Regions from separate parts of the Mus musculus genome. Here region 2 is linked to region 1. The links are chromatin contacts, called in public ChIA-PET maps. All regions are on one chromosome and are shown on one strand. The core of a region is the stretch at or near the end of the contact, and the rest is flanking DNA. Distances in the headings are between cores, read along the strand shown. Region 1 holds the start of Cep131 (centrosomal protein 131). Region 2 holds the start of P4hb (prolyl 4-hydroxylase, beta polypeptide).

The links. ChIA-PET counts read pairs in DNA pulled down with a chosen protein or histone mark.
Region 2: a contact with region 1 is called in an RNA polymerase II ChIA-PET map of memory CD8 T cells, with 15 read pairs. The contact joins the promoter of P4hb here to the promoter of Cep131 in region 1. A contact is called at or near these places in 1 of 39 promoter capture datasets (pre-B cells), 1 of 484 Hi-C or Micro-C datasets (embryonic stem cells) and 1 of 115 datasets of contacts at active chromatin or transcription factors (memory CD8 T cells).

The regions. Positions count from the first base shown.
Region 1 is chr11:120,084,096-120,088,794 of GRCm38.p6, reverse strand. It overlaps Cep131 (centrosomal protein 131), which reads left to right and starts at 1,968. Exons shown (of 26, transcript NM_009734.3): 1 at 1,968-2,143.
Region 2 is chr11:120,571,072-120,575,770 of GRCm38.p6, reverse strand. It overlaps P4hb (prolyl 4-hydroxylase, beta polypeptide), which reads left to right and starts at 2,518. Exons shown (of 11, transcript NM_011032.3): 1 at 2,518-3,114; 2 at 4,044-4,250. The coding sequence starts at 2,964.

The sequences.
Region 1 (4,699 bases), core at 719-3,218:
CTGTTCTCCCAGAGGTCCTGAGTTCAATTCCCAGCAACTACATGGTAGCTCATCTGTAATGGGATTGATGCCCTCTTTTGGTGTGTCTGAAGACAGCTACAGTGTATTCACACACACACCCCAACCATTCACCTATTAACGTCACTGAGAGAACAGGACCCAAACACTCCAAGAGCGGAAGGAACAGACACCAACTGGGACATTGTCTGGACAGTAACTAGAAAACATTCTGGCAGTTTCTTAAATAGCACTGATTTCTGCCCTAAGAATTTGCAGAAGATGGGAAAACCTGGGCTTACACAAAAGCCAGCAAGTGAGTGTCTACAGCTGCTTCCATCGTGTGAACTCTCGCTTGGAATAGTTGCTTCCTGGGGCATTCTAAGAGTCAGGTGACATGTTGGCTAGGACAGCAGAATGAATCCTCCAGCTTTGGGGTGGTTGGGGTGGGGATTTAGGAAGACACTCTGTGCCATCTTGTCTCTGACTTTCCTCAAGAGACAAAACAAAGGGTCCCAGCCAGCTGGTGCCTGAAGCAGCTGGGATTAAACAAGGAATGGCTCTGTAGGGTGTGGCGGAAGGGTGACTAAGTCTGAATGGGTGTTTACCCGACACCAAAGGATGTGAATTTTGATATGTATAAACCAAATCTTTCTCTTAATTTTAAAAAAGAAGCCACCGTGAGCGCATGCCTTTAATCCCAGCACTTGGGAGGCAGAGGCAGGTGGATCTCTTGAGTTCAAGGCCAGCCTGGTATACAGAGTGAGTTCCAGGACAGCCAAAGCTGCACAGAGAAACCCTGTCTCGAAAAAACAAAACAAAACAAAACACAAAACAAACAAACAAAAAAGGAAGCCACCATCAGTGTTTAAAAGCACCTACTATGCTGAGTGGTGGTGGTACACACCTTTAATCCCAGCACTTGGGAGGCAGAGGCAGGTGGATCTGTGAGTTCAAGACCAACCTGGTCTACAGAGGGAGTTCCAGGACAACCAAGGCTACATAGAAAACCCTGTCTCAAAAAAAAAAAAAAAACCAAAAAAACAAACAAACAAAAAAAAGCACTTGTATAGGACCGGGTTTTAGTTCCCAGCACCCACATGGCATCCTACAACCATCCATAACTCCAGTTTCAGGAGATCCAGCACCCTCAACATGATGCAGAAACTTACACATAATAAATCTTAGAAAGAAAAGATGAAAGCCAGGTGTGGCGGCACTTTGCCCGTAATTCCAGATTTAGGAGGGGAAAAAAGCAAAGGATCAGGAATTCCACGTCATTCTCAGCTATATAGTGTGTTCGAGGACAGCCTGGGCTACGTGGTATATGAGATGCTTTCTTAGTGCAAAAGTGGCTGAGGTTCAATGGCAGAGTCCTTATTTAGCACATGCAAGGCCCTGGACCACCATCCTAACTTACCACACACACACACACACACACACACACACACACACACACACACACGCACGCACGCACACACGCACTCACACGCACGCACACGCGCTTGTTCATAAGATTAATATGCGGATAATTTTTAAAGCATTTGAGTTTATAACATTGTTATTTAATGTAACTTCTGTTGGAGAGGCCATCTGAGCTTGTGGGTCCCGAGCCCTTTGGCAGACAGGAAAGACCACATCTATACACTTGGAGACTCCGACAGTGTCTTTGAAAGCAGTTAGGAAAGATTGGGGATAGGAGGCATCATTGCGCGGTCCTGCCAAGGCACCGGAGAGGCCCAGGGCTGCGCGGGGGCCTCAGAGGGTGCCGGGACCCGCAGGCTCCGCCTCCTTAAAGCCCCGCCCCTCTGCCTGCCCCACTCCACTTTGGCTTTCGGCAGCTCCTCCCACTCCGGGACTTACAGGACAGCCTAACGGCCCAATGAACTACCCGAAGATCAGGGCGGGCGTCCGGAGAGCCAATCCCTGAGCGGCGCGCGCTGCAAAGGCGGGCCGGCGTGACGGACAGCGGAGGAGGCACCAGGCTGGTTGCTAGCCGCCGCCGCCGCCGCTCGCCCCTGCGGACAGCGTTTTATTGTCACCCACGGCGGAGGCCGCGCCAGCCCCGTGGGGCCCCGGGTGGCTCTGCAGCCGCGCCCGCCAGGCCGAGCCCACGGGCCCTGCGCCCCAGGCTAGGTCCGCGCAGGTGAGGGGCGTCTCGCGGTGAAGGGTCGGGCCCTGCAGCGAGGTCGGCCTGTGCCCAGTACCCCCAGCCCCGGAAGGTCGCCGTGGGCTCCATTCGGGCGGCCCGGAACCCCTGCCTTAAACCTCAAGAGACCTAGGGGATGCGGGTCGCCCGCGGAGGAGCACAGCAGTGCGCTGCTCAAGGGCTCTGCCTCTGCGAGTCAGCTGGCCCCCGAGGGAGCAGGCTCCTGCCCCTCCGGCTCCTGCGGGAGGCGCGGTTTTGTCCAGGGTGAGGCTGGCCTCCCCAGCCTCCGGCCATCTGGCTTATAGATTTCCATGGAGAGGCTATGTTTACCGCCCAGAACCTCACTGGCTGCACGTGGTGCTGGGAAAGCTATGTCCACCAGACTTAGGAGCTTAGGATCCACCAAGGTGTAGCCAGTGCCAAGAAGGGCAAGGTATTAGGTTTCACCTACACAACCAGAAATGTGTAACGGGGACACTGGCCGGACTGATGGCAAAGCAGCCTCAGAGTAGGGACACTGCCCCCTACTACACACATCTGGATGTCAGTACCAAGGCAGCTTGACTTTGGACCATGGTGAGTGTATGCTCCTGGCTCCCTGACTCTGAAAGGGGATTGTAATCACTTAGCAGTTGTCCCATGTCCCATCTCCCAGGTCTCAGGACCTCAGTGCCCTCCACACATCAGGACCTAAGACTGTGTGGTCCCTGTCCTCTCAAGGGAGTCCTAGAGAAAGCAAAACAGTTGGTAGAAGAAAAGCTGATGGTGCTGTGGAGGCAGGGGGATTGCAGATGCAGTGGTGTGCTAGGATGCACTGCCAAGATTTGAGGAACAGCAGGGAGGGAGGCAGGCTTAGTTAATGCACAATGAAGTGCTTATAGAAAACAGGGTCAGAGCTGGACTTCTCAGGTACTCAGATTTACTCTGCCATCCTGAGAAGCCATTTCCCCTGTGGGTATAACCTGAGCTGAGAGCAGTGTGGAAGTATTGGGTGATGTGAGCACGGGCCCTGGCCGGATAGCCTGCTGTACTTGTGCAAAGCTCAGGGATGGAGAGGGTGTATAAAGGAGAGAGTCTGGGGCAGAGTTCAGGGCGTCTTGGGCTTTCAGGGATGAGAAGAGCCAGTGGGAGACTGCAAGAGAGAGCACCCTGCAAGGGAGGTATCAGGGTGCCTCTGAAACAAGAGAACAGCTGCCAGGTCCCCGGAGTTCATGGATGCTCTGTGGTGACGCAGGGACTTGGGAGTCCACATCCTACTAGGGTAGCTTGAAGCTGTTGCAGGATCTCCAGGATCCAACCTCAAAGCCACATGTACCTCAGGATAGCCCAGGAAGATGCACTTTTTTTTTAATGTAGAGAATGTCCTAGGGCTGGGGTGAATGGCAGAGCCAGGCTCACAGCCACCACTGCCTGCTGCTAGCACCCTCTGGGATCGCTGACCCCCAGCTACTCACAGCTCACCATTTAGAGCCCAGCGTAGGGTTTAGAACAATCTTGTCTTCTCGTGCTCCTGGCAGAGCTCCTCCATCCCCAGTGGTGGCTTCTGAGAGTTTTGGTGGCAGGTAGACCCACACGTCCAGAGTGAGTGGAGATTGTGAGTGCAAGGGGTGAGATTCCTCCATGGTATCTTGTCTCCCCCACCTCGTTCTCCCACTTCCCTTCCTCTACCAACTCCTCTTCCTTTTTTTTTTTTTTTTTTTGGTTTTTTTCTTGAGACAGGGTTTCTCTGTATGGCCCTGGCTGTCCTGGAACTCACTTGGTAGACCAGGCTGGCCTTGAACTCAGAAATCTGCCTGCCTCTGCCTCCCAAGTGCTGGGATTAAAGGCGTGCGCCACCACCGCCCGGCTCTTTGTTTCTTGAGACAGGGTTTCTCTATGTAGCCCTGGCTGTCCTAGAACTCCCTCTGTAGACCAGGATGGCCTCAGAACTCAAGAGATCTGCCTGCCTCTGCCTCCCAAGTGCTGGGATTAAAAGTGAGCCAGTACTGCCCATGAGAAGGGCCGGGGGGGAGGGGTGGCTGCCCACAGCCCAGGGCCTGTCCCTCTGTCGCTATTGAATACTTGGATACAGTTCAAGAAGAGTAAAAGGCACAAATAAGCCAGGTGTTTTTGCACATCTTTAATGCCAGCACTCCGGAGACAGAGAGGTAGGTAGATCTCTGTGAGTTTTGAGCCAGCCTGGTCTATAGAGTGAGTTCCAGACAGGATAGCCAGGTCTGTACAATGAAACCCTAAAACCCTGTCTTGAAAAAAAAAATATATATATATATATATATATTTAAATCTATGTGTGTATATGTCTGTATACCAACAGAGGCCAAAAGAGAGTGTCAGATCCCCTGGAGCTGGAGTTACAGGCAGTTGTGGGCCACTGCTATGGGTACTAGGAACCAAGTCCTGTCCCTCTAGAAGAGCAGCAAACACCCTTAACTACTTGGTTATCTCTCTAAGCTTCATTCCCATCTCATGTAGCCCAGGATGGCCTTGAATGCACTATCTATCTGAGAACGGTCTTGAGTCTGGTCCTTCTGCCTCCACCTTCTGAGTTCCAGG
Region 2 (4,699 bases), core at 1,269-3,768, 490 kb before region 1:
CAGAAATCCACCTGCCTCTGCCTCCCAAGTGCTGAGCCACCACGCATGGCTTAAGATTTATTTTATTTATGAGTACACTGTAGTAGTCTTCAGACACACCAGAAGAAGGCACTGAATTCCATTTCAGATGGTTGTGAAACACCATGTGGCTGCTGGGAATTGAACTCAGAACCTCTGGAAGAGCAGTCAGTGCTCTTAACCACTGAGTCATCTCTCCAGCCCTGATAGTAGACATTTGAAGACATTCTTTAGTCTAAGATCCTGTGATCATCAGGAGAGTGTCACAGCTGCCCCTCTGTTCCTACAACGTCAGCAGCCCTACTCTGTTATGTGGATATGGCAGCTGCCTGCATTGAGAGCTTTATCCATTCTGTGTCTGACACAGAGCCCAGAGGCAAACTGAGACTCAGCCCTGGTCCTGAAGGCAAGTTGTCTTTAAACTATCACACTCAACTCCCTCCCCTGCCCTGTTCTTTTCCCTTCCATAGACAAAACATCCCACGCCTAGCATTTAATTACCAAAATCCTGAAACTTTTTTTTTTTTTTTTTTTTTTTTTTTTGAGACAAGGTCTCAAGTAGCCCATGTTGTCCTTCAGCTCCTGGTATATTTTACTATACCTGTAATTCCAGTCATTTAGGAGGCAGAGGCAGTACAATTGCTCAAAGTTCGAGAGGCCAGGCTAGTCTACATAGTGAGTTTCAAAAAAATATATAGGGCTAAAGAAGGGGGACAGGGGAGACACAAAAACAAGACAGAAAGAGCTAATCCACCTGCCTCTCTCAAATACTGGGATTACAAGGGAACACTGCCATACCAGCGAACATTCTTCTCTTTTTTCACTTTTTGAGACAGGGTTTCTGTGTAACCCTGGCTGTCCTAGAACTTGCTTTGTAGACCAGGGTGGCCACACACAGATCCAACTGCCTCTACCTCCTGAATACTGGGATTAAAGGTGTGCCACCAGTGGCCCGCTCTTTTGTCTCTAGTTCCAAATAATGGTTTCTAGAACAGCTCAAGGCAGCTAAAAAAATCACTGGGAGATAGCAGCATCATATATGAAGCTATTTCTATTGTACCCAAGTCAGGAATGTGTACAGGCACTAAAGATAGGCAGAGAAAAAACCAAGCACCTAGCCAAGCTGCTGCTAGATTAGGTACTCTTCCAGGGCAAATTCATTCATAGCTCTCCTAGGCCTGCAAAGTCATCCCGTATATACTCGAAGGTTTCCCAGTGAGCTCCGACCAGGATCTGACTCCCTCTCTGCCTACACTGAATGGGTTGGGGCACAAAGGACTTGGTCTTCAAGGGAAGAAACTCACACTAGATAAGAGGAGTTTCTAGTAGGAAAGGTAATACATGCATGTCCTTATTGACAACGTTGCTAAAGAAGCTACTGCCAGGCAGTGATGGCACACATCTTTGATGCCAGCACTCTGAGGAGGCAGAGGTAAATGGATCTCTGAGTCCAAGGCCAGGTTGGTGTCTATCGAGTTCCAGGGCTATACAGGAAAACACTGTCTTGAAAAACTAAAAACAATTAAAAAAAAAAAAACTATCAAAATACAAAACCATATGCCATATTTCTTGTTTTTTATCCATTTCTGAGAGCAGTGTAGTACTAGTCAATCTATATACTTAATATTTGGGTGTTTGCCTTTTCTAATGACCCTTGACAATCAGGATAGTTTTCGTAGTGGGAAGTGAAAAAAGAAGATGCTTCTAGGAGTGAGCTCCCGGGCTGGGCGTGGAGAGCAGGTCGGTTGACAGCCGGGGAGCAGTAAAGAAAGAGAAAGATGGACCGAACACGGACAGGGACTGCTCACAGCTGTAACTACAGCACCCAGTGGGCCGGTGCAGATCTTTTAAGTATTTCCTCGGGTTCCAGGCCAGCCTGTGTACAATGAGTTCCAAGTCACTAAGGGATAGAGACACAAAGTAGAAGATGATTCTGGAAAAGGAAGTCCAACCGAGACAAAATGTGACTCTCGTACGTAATGGAAAGGCTGATTCACAGAAGCCAAACCTTTTTATTATTCAGCCCAACGAACTCAAGAGCCATTTCAACATGTGGTCAGTATAAAGCGGACGGCACGGACTGCTTTCTCCACTTCCCCAGCAGCTTCCGCAGAGGTCTCGGGCACCGAATTCCGAATGGTGGACAGGAGCCTCGGACGACCACGGGGCGCCCGAGAAACGTGCCCGCGGCGTGGGGACACGCCTGGCAGCTACCGCAGCCGAGAAAAGCACAGAACACCGACCCCGAAACTAGGGTCCGTCACCCAAGACCTGGGCAGGGACCGCACGAGCCGCACGCGCACCGGAAGTGGCGTCCCTGGCTTCCTTGAGGAGACTTGGGGGCGGTGCCAGTACGGAAACGCGGTCCAGTCAGAATGCAACACGAGGGGCTTCGGAGGCGCAAGCGTAGCCCCGCCCAGGGGTCCGGGACTCCGCCCACTGCCACGTTCGACGGAGAATCGGGCTGGGTACGCGCATCTCTCCACCAATCAGGAGCCACGAGGCCGGGCAGCGGAAAGCCGCAGCCATTCCAGACGTGTGGAAGGCGTGGGAAAAGTCGCCAGTCAGAAGTCCAGAAAGAGAAAGTTGGCTTTCGCCAGCGAATCAGACGCTGGGGGACATTGGGTTTGTGCGCGCGCGCGCGCGCCGTGGCCAATCCCAGGCAAGAACCGAAAGGCCTCCGGGTCTTTGTCGACTTGGTGGCCCAGCCTTGAGTGGGTGTCCAGTCCCCGCACGGCGAGGGCGGGTCTCTCAGCTCCTTGGCCAATCGGAGGGCGCGGCGGGGCGCATGCGCACGGCGGCTGACGCGCGCAGCGAGGGGGAGGCGTGGGCGCGTCCCCGGCCCAGGATTTATAAAGGCGAGGTCTGGACCGACGCGCGCTCTCGTCGCCTTGGCTGTCCCGGCGGCGCCAACCCAACTGCCCCGCCCGCTGCAGACGTCCGACATGCTGAGCCGTGCTTTGCTGTGCCTAGCCCTGGCCTGGGCGGCTAGGGTGGGCGCCGACGCCCTGGAGGAGGAGGACAACGTCCTGGTGTTGAAGAAGAGCAACTTCGAGGAGGCGCTGGCGGCGCACAAGTACCTGCTGGTGGAGTTCTGTGAGTGCGCCGTGGGCCTGGGCGGGGGGGGAAGGGCCCCTTGTCCACGGACTCCTCCGGGCCGCCCTCTGCGGCACCCAGCACTGTCCTGCGCGGCCGGCCCCTCTTGAGTACGGTGGCCCGTAGCCCTCAGCTTGCCCCACGGAACACGGACTGGCCGGTCCAGAGCTGCACCTCGCGGGTAGCACCTACTGTAAGCTTCTCTGCTTCCAGTTGTCCCAAGAGCATCCTTCCTACCCAAAGTAGAAGTCGTTGTAGTCAGAGCTCATTGAGGGGGACTGCGGGATTGAGAATCAAGAAGGTATCTTTGTGCACGACGTCCACATGGCCAGAACCTTCTGTTAGCTGGGAAAAACAGAGTGGGCTGTGTGAGCAGTTAGCAGTTCCGATAGAGTAGATCAAACGCTCTTTACTATGCCCACCCTACCTGTAACTTGCCGTATACCGGGAAGCAAGCCAGATCTAAGCCTTTACTTCTGCTTACAAGTGTGTGAGCTCCAACACAGCTGCCAGGTTGCCTTGACAGATTGTCACATTCCCATAGTAGAAAGAACAGCTTTGGATAGGCATCTGGACACGTACTTGCTACATATAGTGCTGGCCCAGCAACCTTTTAACTTTTCCTAGATTCTGAGTGGTAAACCCCAGGTATACACTGACCCTGATTGCTGGGGGCAGTACGAAGTTACAAGTCAAGGATGATTTTACAGTGCTGGTGGTCACAGGGCAAAGTAGGGATTGGGGTTGGTTTGTCACTCGTGGCCTCTGTCCTCATATTGCCCAAGAGCACCAGCTATCAGTGCAGTCTCTTGACTGCATTAAGAGGGGTTATCTTGGTATGCTGATAAGGTTTTTATGAAAGGAAGTACAAAGGGAAGAAATAGACCTGGATAGAGGACTACCTTCCAATGTCCTGGTTTCTTTTACAGATGCCCCGTGGTGTGGCCACTGCAAAGCTCTGGCTCCCGAGTATGCCAAAGCTGCCGCAAAACTGAAGGCAGAAGGCTCTGAGATTCGACTAGCAAAGGTGGATGCCACAGAAGAGTCTGACCTGGCTCAGCAGTATGGTGTCCGTGGCTACCCCACAATCAAGTTCTTCAAGAATGGAGACACAGCCTCCCCAAAGGAATATACAGGTGTGACCCTAGAACTGCCCTTTAATAACTGTGTAGGCTTTGGGAGCAAACCCACAGGTGGGGGAAAAAAGGCAGGGAGAGGCCCTGTTCTCAAGTGGGTTCTATATCAACTCTTGCATGTGGGAGCTGGGGAAAGTTCCTCCTTTGGAGTACTTCACAGGAAGTGTCACATCTGTGATGACCTGAGTAGCCTGCTGGCTGAGTTATCTGGTGATTGACCAATGAGGAGGAGGAGGCAAGTGCTTTGCTCAACACACGGGGCTTTGAACTATTGGTGCTTCCAGGAATGCAGTGCTTCCAGATAGTGTAGGCGTGACACTTGGGTGACGCTTTGTAGCTGTCACTCACAGGGTGTCAGTACCAGGCCAGGTATTCATGATTCTCACTGCATTTGTACCTTTGGGAACCTTTCATAGTTACAGCATTCTAGTTGTTGGTGACTAAATGCA